Linked DNA regions of Anser cygnoides: region 2 is linked to region 1. The links are chromatin contacts, called in public Hi-C maps. All regions are on one chromosome and are shown on one strand. The core of a region is the stretch at or near the end of the contact, and the rest is flanking DNA. Distances in the headings are between cores, read along the strand shown.

Region 1 (4,106 bases), core at 783-3,282:
CAATTTAATAAATTACAACACTGCAATCCTAGAACTAGCATTCAACTATGACCTACACGAACAAATGCCAATTTCTGACTCCAGCTAGTATACTGACGTCTTCTCAGAGACCAAGAGTGCCCATTTCTGAAAGACTTAGCCTTTTACAGTGGTTATTACTTCCATCTGACTTCTAGAAATGTGCAGATTAGATTGTGTTAGTCGCAGTGACACCTTCATGCATTTACACCCACACCTGCTCCCTGTCTTCGAGGTTGTAAATGCAAATCTGAGTATTGAATTTAACCTGCCAAACGTAAGAAACAATCTTCAACCTAAAAACGTGAAAGGACTGAAAATGTAACCCAAAAGATGATTAATATAATTCCTGGAGACCCTATTGGAAAATGTACGAAGTTCAATGTGTGTCAAAAAGACCAAGCCTCATGTTCCTTGTGTTGTTACTTTCTGTCAGAAAATCTGTGTAAAAAGGAACACAGTGTGAGCAGAAAGTGGATGTGCAGGAAGAAGTGGGGCTTCAGTTAAAATCCTGCATATGGAAAGCACGGGATCCATCATTATCAGTGGTGCTTTTGCTTCTAGACAGTGAATTTCGAACCTTCAACTCTATTCCCATTAACCCAAACAAAAGTAAAATTTCTGATCCTGCAGGCCCCATTTTGTCTTACACTGGCAATCCCATGAAACTGAGTGAATCTAGACTAATGTAACCTGAATTGGACCTGCAAAACTGTTTTGGTGGGCATGTGCAGCAGTTAGATGTGAATTAGAAGGTATCTTGTAAACAGAGCCTCCATTAAAAATGGGACTATTTGAACCCAGTATAAAATCAAGAGAACAGAAAGATACCAGCTTATGAACAGGTCTGCCTTTAAAGTTAAGGTATTGTCTCTATGGAAATTCAAGAATGAACTTTCCTTCTTTAAGATCTATGAACTCAGACCCTAAAAAAGATTTGTAGTTGCCATGGTTTTAGCACAACAAATGTGGAAGCCAATGGCTAGTAACGTTCACTGTTTTACTGATAAGGTGTATTTTTATCAGTCTTCATGGCATTTATTCATGAGACTTTGAACTGAATTTGCTGTTCTTTGGAAAAAACACAAAGTTATTGTACTGTGTGATAACAAACAAAAATTCCACTGACATGGACTTAGGTCATTTTATCTTGCCACCCACAAAAATAAAACTTCATAATCAAGGTGGTCAGAAACTCAACATAGAACAACGTAATAGTCGAACTAAAAATTGTTTATTGGAGAAGCTGAAATTTAGAATAGGCTTCCAAAGGAATTTCTATGTCATTTATTATTTTTTCAAAGAAAAATAAACTAATTTTATTTGATTCCTATTTATCAAATAGGCAATCTATCCACTTGCACTTCTGAAGGGAAAAACAAGTATACCTTTTAGTACATAACTGCATTTTAAGTTAGGCAAGGACAGATTTAAATCAGACAAATTGGAAGATATTGTCTATTGGGCACTAATATTGCCTAGAGTAGCTATCTGAGAACTCAGTAAGGTTATCAGGTCCTCACTGTAGGATTTTGAAATATGCTCAGTATTAACCTAATTCTGGTTATGCCAAAGTCAGTTCTAAAACTTGTCTGGCTTCACTGGAAACCAAGTTAGATAAAACTGCATACTTTTGAAAAGTGCTCTGCTTATTTGGCCCAGACAAGAGAAATGGATCGCTGATAAGAAGATGAAAAACTGGTGAATAATCAAACAATATATATTTTTTTTGAGAAAACTAATAGCCAAAGTCAGAGATTCATTTATGTCAGGTCAAAATTAGAATCTTTATCCTGCCAAGAGGTCTGTGTAGTCAAGACTTTGTATTGGCAGGTCTTCTAAGATAGGAGTTACAAACATGCTTAATTGTATGCTCAGTGTATAGCCACACTGAAGTTAACAACGTATGCAAAATCAAACTCCAGCAGAGACACTGGTTAGCATGGAGTATCTTAGAAACTGTTTATTTTATTGCAAGTGGGAAGCTGTTCTTCATGCCAAAAGCTTTTTATTATGCCTTGGTTTTGGAAGCTAGGGGGTTTAATTTATGAAGGTGGCGAGAGCTATAATACCTTGGATTTTTCTGTATGGATGTTAGACATTCTCTGTAAGATTCTGAGGCAGTTATTCCACAGCAAATTACACAAATATTTTCAGTCTGGTTACCGGAGGAGCAGAAAATGTTTGTGTCACGCAGCAAAGACTTACTATGGGTTTAATTACCTCCTGCACGCGAGGCCAAGCAACCCATTTGAAACTGCAGCAGAAGACTAGTGCAGATGGAACTGCAGTAGTGGATGAAAAGACTGTTGCAATGAGCTGTGGGAAAAGTACAGGCAAGGAGAGTCACTGGGAAAAATGGAAAGGTACAAATATGGAGAGTGAAAAGCGGGTCTGCCTCAGATTATATCGAGTTTATTCTAAAACTGATATTCATGCCTAATTCTTTCATAAAAGAGAGCTTTGGCAGAGAAAGCTACTATGTGTGCTGAACTAAATAGCTATCAGCATTTGCTAGGAACTAGTTTTGACTAACATGCAGCCTCTACAAAGTCGTCAGTCAGTCGGGAGAAGTATGCCACCTGCTGTTAACAAAACTCTGCACGGAGAAGCTGTGCACCGCAACACAGAAAAATGTAACGATCCTGTGGGCCAAGAAAGTAACCTCTCAAGTAATCAAAGACAGCGTTGCTACAGATATTTCCATTTAGTGTCTGACTATCACAGGATAAAAAGCTTGTAAGGTGTTTCTCCATCCTTTGTTGCACTGGTGAAGGATGCTAAAAGATAATTAGTGCCTCAGCAACATTTGAAAACAACAGGATATCAATTATTTGTGCTTGTTTGACAGGTACTTCAGCATTCAGGCCATACAATTACATCTGGATACAACTTTGCCTGCATTAATTGTACTTCTCTCCCCTCTTTTATTCAGGATGCTTAGAGTAAAAAACACTGAATCTATAATTGCACGTTACAGGTGGCTAGAAATGATTAGACTCACAGTGCCCACTGCAAGCTACCTATTATAGCAAACAGCGACGTGTAGAGAAGCATAGGAACAAAACCAGAGAGAAAAAAACATTCTCAATGGATAGGTCGCAGAGCTAGAAGCTGGGTCCCCTTCTTGGCTCTGTCATTAACCTGCTGTGTGACCTTTTCTACTTCACTAGGTCTCTTTGCATCTGCTTCCTGTCTTACCTTTTGTAACATTTATTGGCCTGTAGCACAAGCATTTGAGGTTGGGACTACCTATCAGGAAGAATCTGTATAGTACCAATAGAGAGACCAATTCCTTATACAACTAGTAAGGACAGTGTTCTTCTCAGGAGGCAAAGTCTCTTTATATTTCTTCATGTGAGAATGTTGCAGAAATGTTTGCTATTTGAAATAGCAGAGCCAATCATTCATAAATTACATGGCTTTTAGCTATCTATTTCCGTGAATATGCATGACCCACACAACACACAGAAATATACAGGTAGTTAATGGTTCTATCCTCAGAGAACCTGTTAAAAATGTGGCCACCAAGGAATTTAGGGATATGTTAAATGAAAGAAGTGAATGATGTGTAGAGAAACTATGACTCATATCCATAAATCTCTTGCATTCACGCTGGAGGAAAAAATCTTTAACTTCCCCTTGTTTGGAACTGGCATTGGGGAATACAGACAGCACCAGATATTTGTCAAACAATGAGCAGAAACCACAGTGTAGGGAAGCGTCTGATTTTTCCTTTAGCTCTAAGTGATTCCAGTTTCTTTTACAGCTAAGTTGTCTGAAGTTGAATTTTATTAAAACACTGTAGGGAATGATCACGTGTTGGTTAGAAAAGGAAGAATAATTTTAATTTTAACTACATAAATAAGGTCTCACAGGAAAGTTTACTTTCCCAGATGAGCACACACCCTCAGTTTTGGACATTTAGCCAAGCACTGTCTGCCGTTTGTGCATGTACGAGCGCTGTACAAACTGCAGTGTATCCCATGGAAAGAAGGACTTCTTGTATATTTTGAACCCTAGAAAGTTCCAGACAAAATGTATTTGTGGTCAAGATCCAGATGGGAATTTGACACTTGGTTCTAACT
Region 2 (4,205 bases), core at 867-3,366, 350 kb before region 1:
AACCGCAGCTGTCCTTGCCTGTGTCCCCTCAGAGGCTGACCACCAGGGGCTGGTCCTGGCTGTCCTGCAGGGAACTGGAGTAAATGGCCACAGCTGGAAAGGACTGTGATGATCAGACATTTGATTTGCTTTGTCATTTGTGCCCTGGATACTCACCTGTCTCACCTCATGCTATAGCATGTAGTGGATGGTCAGTTCTCCAGCAGAGGTTAGAAGACACGAGGCAGGGAGCAGTTTTCTAAATGTGAGGAACAAAGACAGGGAAGATACTCCACACACAGGTCTGTCGTGTGGCTGCACGCTGGCTCCAGACATCTTTCCTGCCCAGTTCCTGACTGAAAGTATTTGAGTCACAAGCAGTAGAGTGCAGAGACAAGGCCGGGGTGGTTAGAAGTTTGGTAGGGAGAATGAAAGCTGATTTAGAAAGCACTCCCCAGATGTCCCTGAGAAAGTCTCGATATCTCTTCATGATCTCTGTTGATTTCATTTGTTTTTTTTGTTTTGTTTTGTTTTGTTTTTTGTTTTTTGTTTTTTTAATTCCAAAGGCATCTCCGCAGCCAGTGCCTTCTGCACAGTTACACCTCGGCAAGGACAGCCACATTGGGTAAAGTGTTCAGTTGCCACCTGGGCCTAGGTAGCAATGCCATCTATGCACAGGATTTCCCAAATCACATCAATCAATCATCTAGATTTTCCATTGCTTATGCTGAGATGCTGTGTTGCTCCTACTTGCTTATTTCTCAATAGAGTTGAGAGGCTTAATTATTGGGTTGCAAAGCTCTCAAGGGTCTTATGAAAATTGAACTGGAAGAGCGAAGTAACATGATGTACTGTGCATCCCTAAACCAAGATAAGTTGCTATCCAGAGATTTGCTGTAATCCAGGCGAAGTCTGTCCCCAAAAGCAGCTGCCCAACACGCATGCAGTTTGCTTGCTATCATCAAAGTCTACAGGATGAACAGGCGATTCATTATCATGTAGGGTAGTGCTTTGAATGTTATCATTTCAGCCTCTTAAATGCATAATCTTTCTGTCTCTGGGATCACATCTTCCTGATGAAGAACAATTAAAGTATCCTGTGGTGAAACACTGGATTATTATTAATGAAACTTGCACTGCCCCAGAGTTTTAATTAAGTGTTTAAATACATACCCAACTTAAAACATGTGGGCACTCTCATTCCTGCCACAGGAGTTACCAGTGCTTTTCACACAATGCCAAGAAATGTTAACTGTTAAAAACACATTAAAAACATGTTTGATCATTTACTAACCTCAGTTCTTCACATGTCTAAGTCTAAATCCCTCATCAGAAAGTGCTGAGCACTTACCGTTCCATTGAAACTATGCAGGTCTTCTTTAATTACGTATTTTTTTTCCATTCTGCAGTCTTGCAGACAGAAATTTCTGATTTTTTGCCAGTGCCACAGCTATCTGTAGATTTTTGTTTGCCTCTGAGCCACATTAAGTTTAGATCTGTCATGTATGGAACCATTTGTGTCAAAATATTCAAGACAGGAGGCGAGGAGACAAGCTTTGGTGTTCGTACAGAAAACTTACATAGCTTATACCTTTGACTGTGGCCCTCAGTGGCAACCCATTTTTGTCAAGCTGTATACAAACTGACAGCGGAGATGAAATACTAGAACAGCTTGTGTGGTAGGGACAAAGGGGGTACCCTGGGCCACAACTGCCACCTGGCTCAGATTTTAAATAGCTGAGGATTTTGCCCATGTGCACAAGGCAAAGGAAGGTTTGCTAATGATTTAAAGGAGGTCAGGGCTTGACATTAATGTTCCTATTCCCTCATCCCCCCCCTTCCAATGCAAGCTACCACACAGAGACAGAGACGTTTCAGGATCAGGCCCTGTCTTTGCTACCTGTGTGTACAACTGCAGATACAACTGCGTACCAATTCCTGCATGGAGACCCCCAAGCACTCCTGCTAAACTGGTTGGATTTCCTGGGCCATGTGCTGGAGCAAACACAAGGCGCTTGCGCAAAAAGGAGCAGAGATGGCTGGATTTGCTGCTCTGGGCCTTCCTCTTGCTGTACCTCACCTTCGTGGGAGAAAGGCCAATGGGGGCATAGGCACTGGCTGCTGCCAATAGTTATCGGTGAGCAGTTTGTGTAAGTCTGGTGCTCTGCTAAATGTCATGATCCAGGAATGCAGCTTCTGCTCAGGCATTTGCCAGCTGGCCGAATCAACTGCAGGTGTGTAACTTTTTATTTGTTTATATATGTAAATCAAGTCCAAAGTCTCAAATGATTAAGTCATGCAATGCAAGGCATGTGACAGAGCGGTTAAGAAATAGCGAAGGGCAGACAAGGGTGACAGGAGGAAAGCATTTCAAAGTGGTAGCTAGCTGTGAGCTAAATCATGTTGGAATTGGGTAACCTGGATTTAGGGGAGAGGTTGGAAAGGAAGGGCGTAGCATTGGGAGTGGAGCTCTTTTTCCCTCTGGAAAGGGCCCTAATTCTCAGGCTTGGGCCCTGATTTTGTTTTACCTACACAACTGCAGGACCAGTGTGGGTCCACCGACCTCGCAGGAGCTGTGCCTGATGCCCATAGAAGCAACAAGAGTTACTGGGGCTGTGGGTTCCTCTCCTCTCCTCTCCTCCTTGTCTCAGGGCAGTGGTGATGGTGGGCTGTGGCACACTCAAGTCCCTGGCAGCTAAGGTCAGTTCCCCAGGAGTCATGTCAGCTCACAGCCAGGGTGGCAGCATGCTCCTCTGCCCTGTGGGTCTCCCCTTTCTTCTTCAAGTGGACAGTGGCAGCACGTGGGTCTCTGCCTTGCTCCTCACTGTGCTAGCGCCTCGATGAATTCGCCTTCTAGGTGTGTATCCTTTTTCCCACAAGAGCAGCATTAATGGCTTTTGGCCTTAAGTGCTACTTTTGATAGGTGCTAGAGAAGTTACTTCAATGTTTAATAGACAATGCCTTGTCTATAGTTTTTTTTTTCTATTTGTCGTAGTTTACTCCTGGCTTCTCCACGGCAGATGAGAAAAGGCAGAGAGGTGGATGGCATGGGCTTGTGGACTGGACTCTGTCTGCTGGACTCATGTTGGATCATGCTGGAAGTCTTAAGCAGAGTGGAAAATGCCCACTTTAATGGAAACTGGATTTGAACCTGTAATTACCACAACCATCGCGTGCCTAATTTGCAGTTGTGTGCACAAACACATGACTTGCCCATGCGCTAATTGTGCTTTCACATTAAATGCTCCTGGGTCCTGGTCTTTAAAAAAAAAACAAAACTGTCTTTAGCAATACTGGTCTGATCTTCCCAGAGATGAGTAGGAATTTCTGTATTGACTTCAGGAGAGCTAGACTGCATCCCTGTACACAACGCCAGCCCAGTGGCAGACATCAAATAATGTTGTTCCCCAGCAGTCTACTGATGTTATCACTGCTTTTGTGAGTAGTAGAAAGAACAAGATCCTAAAATGACAAACCACAACGTTTGTTGTGGTACCTAAAGACAAGTGAAAGAAGAGGAAACCTTCCCAAGTGAAAAAAACAACATGCATTTCACGTCCCTTTTTGTTTTTCATGGGCCTTGGAGACAACTTGCTCATGATCTGCTAAAGAGGACTACAATCCACCATGGAAGACAGACATACAATAGCTAGAAGGAAAAGTAACAAAAAATTGCACCCAGAGTGCAATTGAAGAATTGCACCATTAAAAATGAATCATTACCTTGCAAATTAAATTTCTAAGTCAGTATCACATTTACTAATTTTTAAGGAGTACAGTTCCACAGAACAATTGCAAGCTTCTTTTATATGAATTGATATTGTTGCTTCTTGTTGGCAGCTGCTTTCATCCAGACAGTAAATGTTATTTACAGCATTGCCACAGGGAAAGCACTGGAATAGATAGTAATTGTTTCACGTCAACTGAATGTTGGCTTAACAGAAATGAAATGTTTGCATTTTTGTTATGAGTATTTCTCTTTTAGGCATAAGACTAGTACAAAAGCAGCATGAGGAACTCGATTTGAGTTTCTGGTAATCAGGAATGTCAAATTTGACATGCTTTTGTGGCCTGGTTTGTTCTCAGAAGGGACTCCTAAACTCTTAAGCTCAGATTCGTCAAATCCTGTAAAAACAACTTCCAGTCTATGGAATGAAGAGTTTCTGAGTCCACAGTAAGTCAGAGAGGTGGATGTGGAACTTGTGTTAAATGCCAATCTTGTGCCT

Evidence for each region. Hi-C and Micro-C count contacts between places; a contact is called where the count stands out from the background.
Region 2: a contact with region 1 is called in a Hi-C map of liver, with 2.6 times the contacts expected there. The contact joins two enhancer-like sites. A contact is called at or near these places in 2 of 7 Hi-C or Micro-C datasets (both in liver).

Annotation. Positions count from the first base shown.
Region 1 is chr4:30,396,042-30,400,147 of Taihu_goose_T2T_genome, reverse strand. The region is part of intron 2 of LOC136790676 (a long non-coding RNA gene); the gene reads right to left. Among named protein-coding and RNA genes, the nearest start is that of ANKRD17, 13 kb to the right of the region's middle. Within about 2 kb of position 2,032, at least 1 of the 3 cell types and tissues checked has open chromatin away from gene starts, as enhancers often do. A contact at or near this core is called in liver, where this site is marked.
Region 2 is chr4:30,748,677-30,752,881 of Taihu_goose_T2T_genome, reverse strand. No RefSeq gene overlaps it. Among named protein-coding and RNA genes, the nearest start is that of USO1, 56 kb to the left of the region's middle. Within about 2 kb of position 2,116, at least 3 of the 3 cell types and tissues checked have open chromatin away from gene starts, as enhancers often do. A contact at or near this core is called in liver, where this site is marked.